2 separate regions of the Muntiacus reevesi genome follow, and region 2 is linked to region 1. Evidence: chromatin contacts called from public Hi-C data. All regions are on one chromosome and are shown on one strand. The core of a region is the stretch at or near the end of the contact, and the rest is flanking DNA. Distances in the headings are between cores, read along the strand shown. Region 1 holds the start of ZNF268 (zinc finger protein 268). Region 2 holds the start of LOC136145592 (zinc finger protein 26).

Region 1 (3,992 bases), core at 1,020-3,519:
CTGTTCCCTCCACGCCACTCCATCCACTTCTGCCCAACACATATCTATACTCACACTCCACTCTGGACATATTACCAGCAAAACCCACCACTATCATCATCACCAGATCCAACCTGAACTTCTCTGATGTAACATTACTTAACCTCTCTGGGCCATCTCATAGGTAACCATTTTTGAGGTTTCTTTTTCTGACTCTGAAACACAAATCTCTCCATTTCTCTCATTTCTGATGGGCTCCTCAACCTTCAGCCCCTCCTCCACTGCCCTCTCTTGTTCACCACCTGCACACTGCCCTTGGTCCTCTTCCCAGGGCACAATTGCTCTTTGAGCTCACCTGGCTAGACCTACTCATTGTAACCTGTCCAGACCTTTGAACTGAGACACATGCCTACCCACCTGCCCACCAGCACCTGCAGGGTACCACCATATCCAACAGAAATGTCCACCCGGCCCTCCTTAACAACTCTGATAGTTCTCGCTCACTCAGGAAATGGAACCTCCCAACCCAGGCCCACAGAGTAGACCTCCAGCACTGATGCCTGGCTCTTCTTGCTCCCTCACCAACATCCAACTAGTTACCAAGTCCACTTGCTTCGGACTCTGTGGCTCTTTTCTCAAAACCACTAGTGTACTTAAGCCTCATCCTCACTTGCCTGATGTTGATTGTTCCATCCAAAACTCCTTTGGAAAACACTTCAATGAGTCTTTCTCCACTAGAGGATAAAATCCCAGATTTTTTTTTTTTTTGGCAGCACCATGTGGCTTGCGGGATTTCAGTTCCTCAACCAGGGATTGAACCTGGGGTCACTGTGATGAAAGTTCTCAGCCCTAATCACTGAATTGCCAAGGAAGTCCCCAAATTCAAGTTTTTAATGTGACCCTCAAAGCCCTCTATGATCCAATCTCTACCTATGGGTCTGGCCTCATTTCTTATACTCCATCACCACCATCCCCCGCAAAATCCTAAACTCTACATTTCAGCAACTGTAGTGTTCAAAGTTCACCAACATATTAGATCACTTGAAGCCTCTAAAATTTGCACGCTCCTTCCTTTTCCTAGGCTGTCCCTTGTTCACCTCACTTACCTTTCAAATCACAGTTTAAGACTCCCTTATTAACCCTTGAGGTACTTCTTGGAGTGTCCTTATTTCCAAAACTGACCCTGTGCTGTAGGTCCCCACACATTTTCACAGCTTGCTTTCAGAGGACCCCTAAGGTGTCACTGTGCTTGTACATTTTCTTGCCCACCAACCCCACCAGGTCATGACTCTTCCAAGGCAAGAATGACTTATCTTTGCACCCTTAGCAACTGCCCCAGGATCCAGCAAACAAATGACAATAAAACTGTTGAATAACTAGAGATAAACGCGTAATTTCCCAAATGAGGTCCCAAAATCTTAAACACAGAAGGGAAAAAATAAGAAAATGGGTGTTGAAGAAACTGGAAGATGGATGATTACGTCTTGTTTAACTCAAGGTTCAAGGCATAGAATTGGCAGAAAAGAGACTTAAGTAAGTAAATTAACAGTCTGATGACAAGAAGCGCTTCTGGACGGCCTAACGTTACCTAAAGGCGGCCCAGTGATTTGGCAGCGGGGTGGGGAGAGGGAACTCCATGCAAACGCCAACCCTGGAAGAGACGAATGAGCACAGGTCGGTCTTTACGGAGCTTTTCAGAAACAAAAGAAAATTCCTACTCACCCAGATGGCAGCTGTCCGGACCCTTGAGGCCATCCCCACAGCCAGCTTTGAGTTCCCTGCAAGAGAATGGCAGGACCCGATGGTGGCGGGAGAAGAGAACCGTGAGGGGCCAGATCTCTCCGCCGCGCCCGCGCCCGCGCCCACGCGGGACCCTCTTGATCCCAGAGGACGCGCATCTCCCTTCCCACGGCTGGGGCCCCTCCTCTCACGCAGCAGAGGCGTTCCCCACCTTCGTCCCCACCTACACGCACGCGACTGGGCCAGGGCAGGCGTAAAGGAGGCCAGACTAGTCTGCACAGTCCCGCCCCTTTGAATTTGGAGGGAATCGGCGCACACCGCTCCCCGATCCCTGAACTGGTAGCGCGGGAATGCGGGGGAGACGCGCTCCCCTCCGACCTCCTGGATCTTGCAACCAGATCCGCTCGTTCTCCCTCTCGACTTTGAGTCACCCGCTCTGGGCGCTTCGGCGACGGCCCTCGGGCAGTCGAGGTCGGCCGGCACCAGCCCAGGTCACCGCGACCGGCATGAGACTCGGCCCACCGAACAGGGTTCTCCCCGGCCGGTGCCGAGTGGATGGCGGCTGCTAGGGACGCACAGAAATTGCGTCAGTGAGACCCACGGGCAGGACAAACTACAACTCCCAGAAGCCTCCGCGGTCATCCCTCCTCCGGGGGGTGGCTCCAGCCAAGGGCCGCCGGGAGGGGGCGCTGCAGTCGCGAATCGCGGAGTTTCCGGCCACATCCTTGGGCGGGCGTTTTGGGGGCTTTCAATAATACAGAGGATTAAAACAATTGATGGCAATAGCGCAAAGTGGGGAGGGGTGTGCGTTGACTTAAAAATATTTTAAGATTCTTGCTTTCCGAGGGCAGAAGTACTAATTTAAAGTTTAATAACAAAAAGATCCATTCTGTTGTATAAGGGACATTTTCATGTAAATTAAATTTATTTTTTGCAGAAAAATTAGGAGTGGCATTGTTTTCCCTTGGGGATGGGGATGGGAGAATCTTTTAACTGTCCGGCTTAATATAAAACGGCTGGATTCTCGTATGTGCTTCTGCACTCATTCTGGTTGTTTATGTTGCGTCCTTGGAAGTATATTAAAACATCTGGCCTCACATAAGTATGTCGTTGGAAAAGGACAGAGTATTTTAATATACTTAGATAATTTTACCTCTTAGTAAAAGCTGAACAGGCATAGGTCAGTTGCAGTATACCATCTAAAACCAGATAGGTAAACTTTTTCTACTCTATTTTATCAAAACTCATTGATCTGTCTTGCACTTTGAATGGCTAGTTTTATCAGGCATGATTTTGTAACATCATACATTGGTCATTTGGAAAATATGGGTTCATTGACTAATGCGTATCTTCCAGATGTTGACACCTTTCATTGTACAATATGAAAGCTGCTATTTATCAATATCATCATTGACCTTAAAGTACTGAGAATCTGTGAAGTTCACAGTGGCAGATACAAGATTTCCAAAATTCCATTTTCACTTGAAAACGCTAGTTTTATGTTGGCAAAAAAAATCCTGTCTTTATTTCTCTCTAAGTGACAGCTTACTTGTTTGACTGTTGAGATCCCCATGTCTGACTCATCTTTCAGTTTTTCTTTCACTCAAAGTTCAGCTCCCAACTCATATAATCACACTGGTGATTTTCCTGAAGACTACTATTGAATTTCAGGATACATCACAGAATATTTGTTGCAAAGATACTAAAAAGATGTGGTCTCAAGAGTTGACATTTAATAAAAATATTTTCACTGCTCCATCAAGAAGTGAACTGGTCTTTTTGAACAATGAGATTGCTATAAAAGAATAGAAAAAAGACTGCTGTCTCACAATACATTTAAATATTTTTTAACTATTAAATATGGAAAGGAAGGACATGAGTTTGAGTAAACTAAGGGAGATAGTGAAGGACAGGGAAGACTGATATGCTGCAGTTCATAGGGTTGCAAAGTCTCAGACACGACTTGGTGACTGAACAAGTACTATGCTGAAATGTGGAGTTAGCATCCTTTGCCCACTTGTTTGTTAACCAATCTCTGTAATCTACTAAGTTCTCATGTTGTGTTGGTTTTCTGTTGTGCTATAACAAATCACTGCAAACTTGGTGCCTTAAAACTACACACGTTTATTATCTTACACTTCTGAAGGTCAAAGTTTCAACAGAGATCTTTTGGATTAAATCAAAGTGTTGGCAGTGAGACAGGCTGGGACCTGGGACCCTTTACTGCAATGCTTGCACCTGGACACACCTCTCCTCAAGCAACAAGGTACAAA
Region 2 (3,992 bases), core at 435-2,934, 160 kb after region 1:
ACAACCTAATGCAATTCCTTTACCTCTTAGGAAGTGAATATCTTCCTAAGACCCCACTTCCTGTAGACCCCACTCACTGTAGCACACCCAACATTCTGTTTGCTCTGGAAAAACTGCTTAAGACCTATAAATTCTGAAATCCAAGAAGCATCTTTCGGCCTTATGAAATACTTTCAAGACACTTCACATCATGGCTTCTAAGAAGTTCTCTATTCTCAACTTTGTAGGGGAAAAACCACTCTCCAAATGTTCTCTCACCTCTCCTGCACCCCAGCTCCTCTTTTAACGCAGCCCTTGTCATTGTCCTGAGGCCTCTACTTGGTCCTTTTGGGGGCTCTACTCTTATACCTATAACTCTGTAGTTAAAGGCACTAACATAGGTGCCTTTAATCAGTACATGTTAGTTGAAAACTCCCACCTGAGCTACAGACTCAACTGTAGGCACCACATATTCAATACCTACAAAGCTACACTCTGAGGTCTAGTAGTAAAGAATCCACCTGCCACTGCAGGAGACACAGGTTTGATCCCTGGTCCAGGAAGACCCCACATGCCTCGGAGCAACTAATCCCTTGCACCTCAACTACTGAACCCCTGCTCTAGAGACCAGGGACCATAACTACTAAGTCCACGTGTTGCAACTACTAAAGCCCGCTTGCCCCAGAGCCTGTGCACCACAAGAGAAGCCCAGACACTGCAACTAGAGAGTAGACCCCACTCACTGCAACTAGAGAAAGCCGGAACAGCAAGGAAGACCTACCCCCCCCCACCACCACCCCCAGCCACAGGCAAAGATAAATAAATCTTAAAAGAAGGAAAGAAAAAAAAAAAAGCTACATACACTCTGTCCCTGGATACTTCTTCCAACAGTGTTCTCAAGACTGGACACATCACCGGTGTGCCAACAGCTCAGGAGTTCAGCATTCGCTGTTAAGTCTCCCTCTGGTTCAGTCCTCCAACCACCTGCACGGTCCAGAGGGTCCACTGGCTCTCTCCTGTCACAACACTGCTCCTTCCTGCTTTGAATCCTTAAACTCCTTCCCCGCCATCCTGCCCAAGGACTCTGTGCGCCAGACCACAGCTCCTCTAAAACAAGAAACGTACATGATTTCTTTGCACTGCCAGCATCAATGTCTGGATCCAGCTCACGAGAGTACTCAGTATACAAGCATCTGAACAAGCTAATGAACAAAAAGGAGATAAATTTCCTTGCTGATGCCCTGAAAATCTGGACGCGAAGACAACTCAGAACTTGTGCGTGTAAAACCTGAAACGATACAGGATCATTTCCTTCACAAGGGCCCTCACTGCCCTAGGAATTCAGGGTCCGCTGTAGATAACAAAGCAGAGTAACTGCCCACGGACAGTGCAACGGGACACCAAGTGCCAGAAGACAAGGGACGTTTCTGGAGACTCAGGGGGATGGCGGGCAATATGTGAGTTCAGGCCCTGGTGTGACCGTGAAGGGATGAAGAGGTCCGCCCTCACGGCCAAGTCAGCTTTCTCAAGTGAGAAAGTCCCCACTTACCGAACACGAAGCTGTCGGGAACCTGGTGGCCATCCCGGGCTGTTTCGTGCAGGCTGCAGAGGAGAGAGCCGAACTCTGATGATATCCTTGCTGGTCCCACCCCGTCCACCAAGAGGGGGTTCGAGCCCGACGGAGAGGGTCCGCGGGCACCAGGCACCTGCCCGTCTGGGGCTGAGTCCCTCCCTCGTAGGGAAGGGGCTCCGGGCCCGGGCAGAGGGAACTTGGACAATGAGTTTGTACCGCTCCGCAGCCCTGATGCGGGAGGGCCCGACGCCGGGCTGACTGCCTCTACGCCGGGATCGACCGTGGGGGCTCAGCTGGTCAAGATCCTGGTTCGCACAGGATGTTCTGGGCCAGGGTAACTTCGCGTCTGAGCTAGCTCCGCAGTCTCTGAAACAGAACGCCCCCGCCCCGCCCCTGAGCTCAGAAGCCCTGCCGGATACAGCCCGTTAGGCGCGTATTCCTCTTCGGCCGCAGGGCGGCGCAGACGGAAGTACGTCACGTGACGAACAGCGGCTGGCAAAACACTACATCTCCCAGAATGCTCTGTGGAGGAAGAGGGCTTGGATAGACGTGCGAGGCCTGATGGGAAAGGTGGGCGGACTCTACTAGAGTCGGTATCGATTCCTCCGCTGCTCAGGGAAGCGCTAGTGTCTGGGCAGTGGCCGGTGGTTGAGTCTTGAGGCCAAACCAGTTAGAGTTCGTAGGGGAAGGCTCAGCAGAGAACGACACCGTGGGAAACTATGAGGTGCAGTGCACTGGGGTATAAAACAGTACTGAATATCAGTGCACCAAATAAGTTACCAACTTTACAGAGGAGAAAGTATAGTAGATGAGAAGTAGAAGGTCATCAATATTGGGACACACAGACGCGTGGGTGTCCAAGACAGAGCAAACAGTAGTCAACTGGAAAAAAAATGCACAGCCTGAAAGTTGAGAGTTCTGTTTTATTCTGTGGGCAAAACTGAGGACTTAAGCCTGGGACATAGCAGCTCAGATAACGCTGAGAGGGGACTGCTCTGAAGAGGCAAGGGGGAAGTCAAGATAGGTAGAAGTTTTTGCAACAAAGATATAGTAGTTGGAACATCAAAAGATTATTGATTAAAGAAAACTAGATAGCTCAAGTTAAGGGATTTACTGCTTTTCCATCTATGGGAAGATACAAGAGTCTAAGCTTACTGAAATCATTCCTTTGATACGTTCCTCAGCTATCTGGGGCCAGGATTCTGTGTTTTCTCATCCTGAGACCCCCTCAAGGCTCACAGTCAGGTTACTGTAATCTGATGGCTTGAAGGTGCAACATCCTTTGTTTACTGATATGGTAGGCAATATTTAACTATAAATTAAAAGCATAATTTAAAAAGCTTTCTGTCTGAAAAAAAATTGCTTTTATAAAGTCTTATCTTCAACTGACAGCAAATTAAGTAGGGAAATACAGACAAAACTGTAGACAACACTATGCATTAATGTGTGGGAGAAACTAAGAGCAATGATGACAGGAAATTTCATAATCGTAAGTAATTATATGGAGTAGGAAATGGCAACCCACTCCAGTATTCTTGCCTAGAGAATCCCATGGCCAGAGGAGTCTGGTGGATTACGGTCCATGGGATCGCAAAGAGTTGGACACGACTGAGTGACTAAGCATAGCATAGCATAAGTAATTATAGTAGTTAAAACAGTAAAAACAAAACAATAAGAGTTGGATTCTCAAAAAGCTAAAGAACAAAGTAAACCTAGGGCTTCCCTAGTGGTCCAGTGGTTAAGAATCTGCCTTGCAATGCAGGGGACATGGGTTAGATCCCTGGTTTCAGGAAGATCCCACATGCCTCGGGGCAACTAAGCCCAGGCGCCAGAACTATTGAGCCTGCACTCCAAAGGAGGCTAGCGGCAACTCCTGCCACCACTTGGGGAAACTACTGAAGCCCAGGCACCTACAGCTGGTGCTCTGCAAGGACAGAAGCTACTGTAATGAGAAACCTGTAAACCACAACTGGAGAAAGCTCCACACAACAATGAAAACCCAGAGCAGCCTAAATAAATAAATAAATAAATAAATAAATATTTAAAAACCCCAAACAAGGTAAACCTAAAAAAGGCAAAGCAGAGGAAATACTAAAGATTAAAGAAAAAGATTACCCAAAATTAGCAAGGACAGGGAAAAAAAGTGAAATAATAAATAATATTGTGAATCCACTCAAAGTAACTGACATATATAGAACACTGTAACTAAAGATATTAAATATGTGTAACTTTTACATGTGCATGGAGCATTCTCCAAGATAGGTCCTATGTTGGACCACAAAATAAATCTCAATAAATTTGAAAGGACTGCACCCATAAAAAGTGTATCTTCTGACAATGGTAGAGGTAAATTAGTAATAAACTCTAGAAAAATGTAGGAAGTCCCCAGGTTTTTGGAAATTAAAAAACACAGTTTCAAGTAATTGCTAGCTCAAGAAAT

The links. A called contact is a pair of places that touch in the nucleus more often than the background predicts.
Region 2: a contact with region 1 is called in a Hi-C map of muscle, with 5 times the contacts expected there. The contact joins the promoter of LOC136145592 here to the promoter of ZNF268 in region 1. A contact is called at or near these places in 2 of 3 Hi-C or Micro-C datasets (blood and muscle).

The regions. Positions count from the first base shown.
Region 1 is chr13:28,882,471-28,886,462 of mMunRee1.1, forward strand. It overlaps ZNF268 (zinc finger protein 268), which reads right to left and starts at 2,270. Exons shown (of 6, transcript XM_065904040.1): 1 at 1,702-2,270; 2 at 1,568-1,630.
Region 2 is chr13:29,038,887-29,042,878 of mMunRee1.1, forward strand. LOC136145592 (zinc finger protein 26) reads right to left here and starts at 1,685. Exons shown (of 6, transcript XM_065904046.1): 1 at 1,529-1,685. The coding sequence starts at 1,561.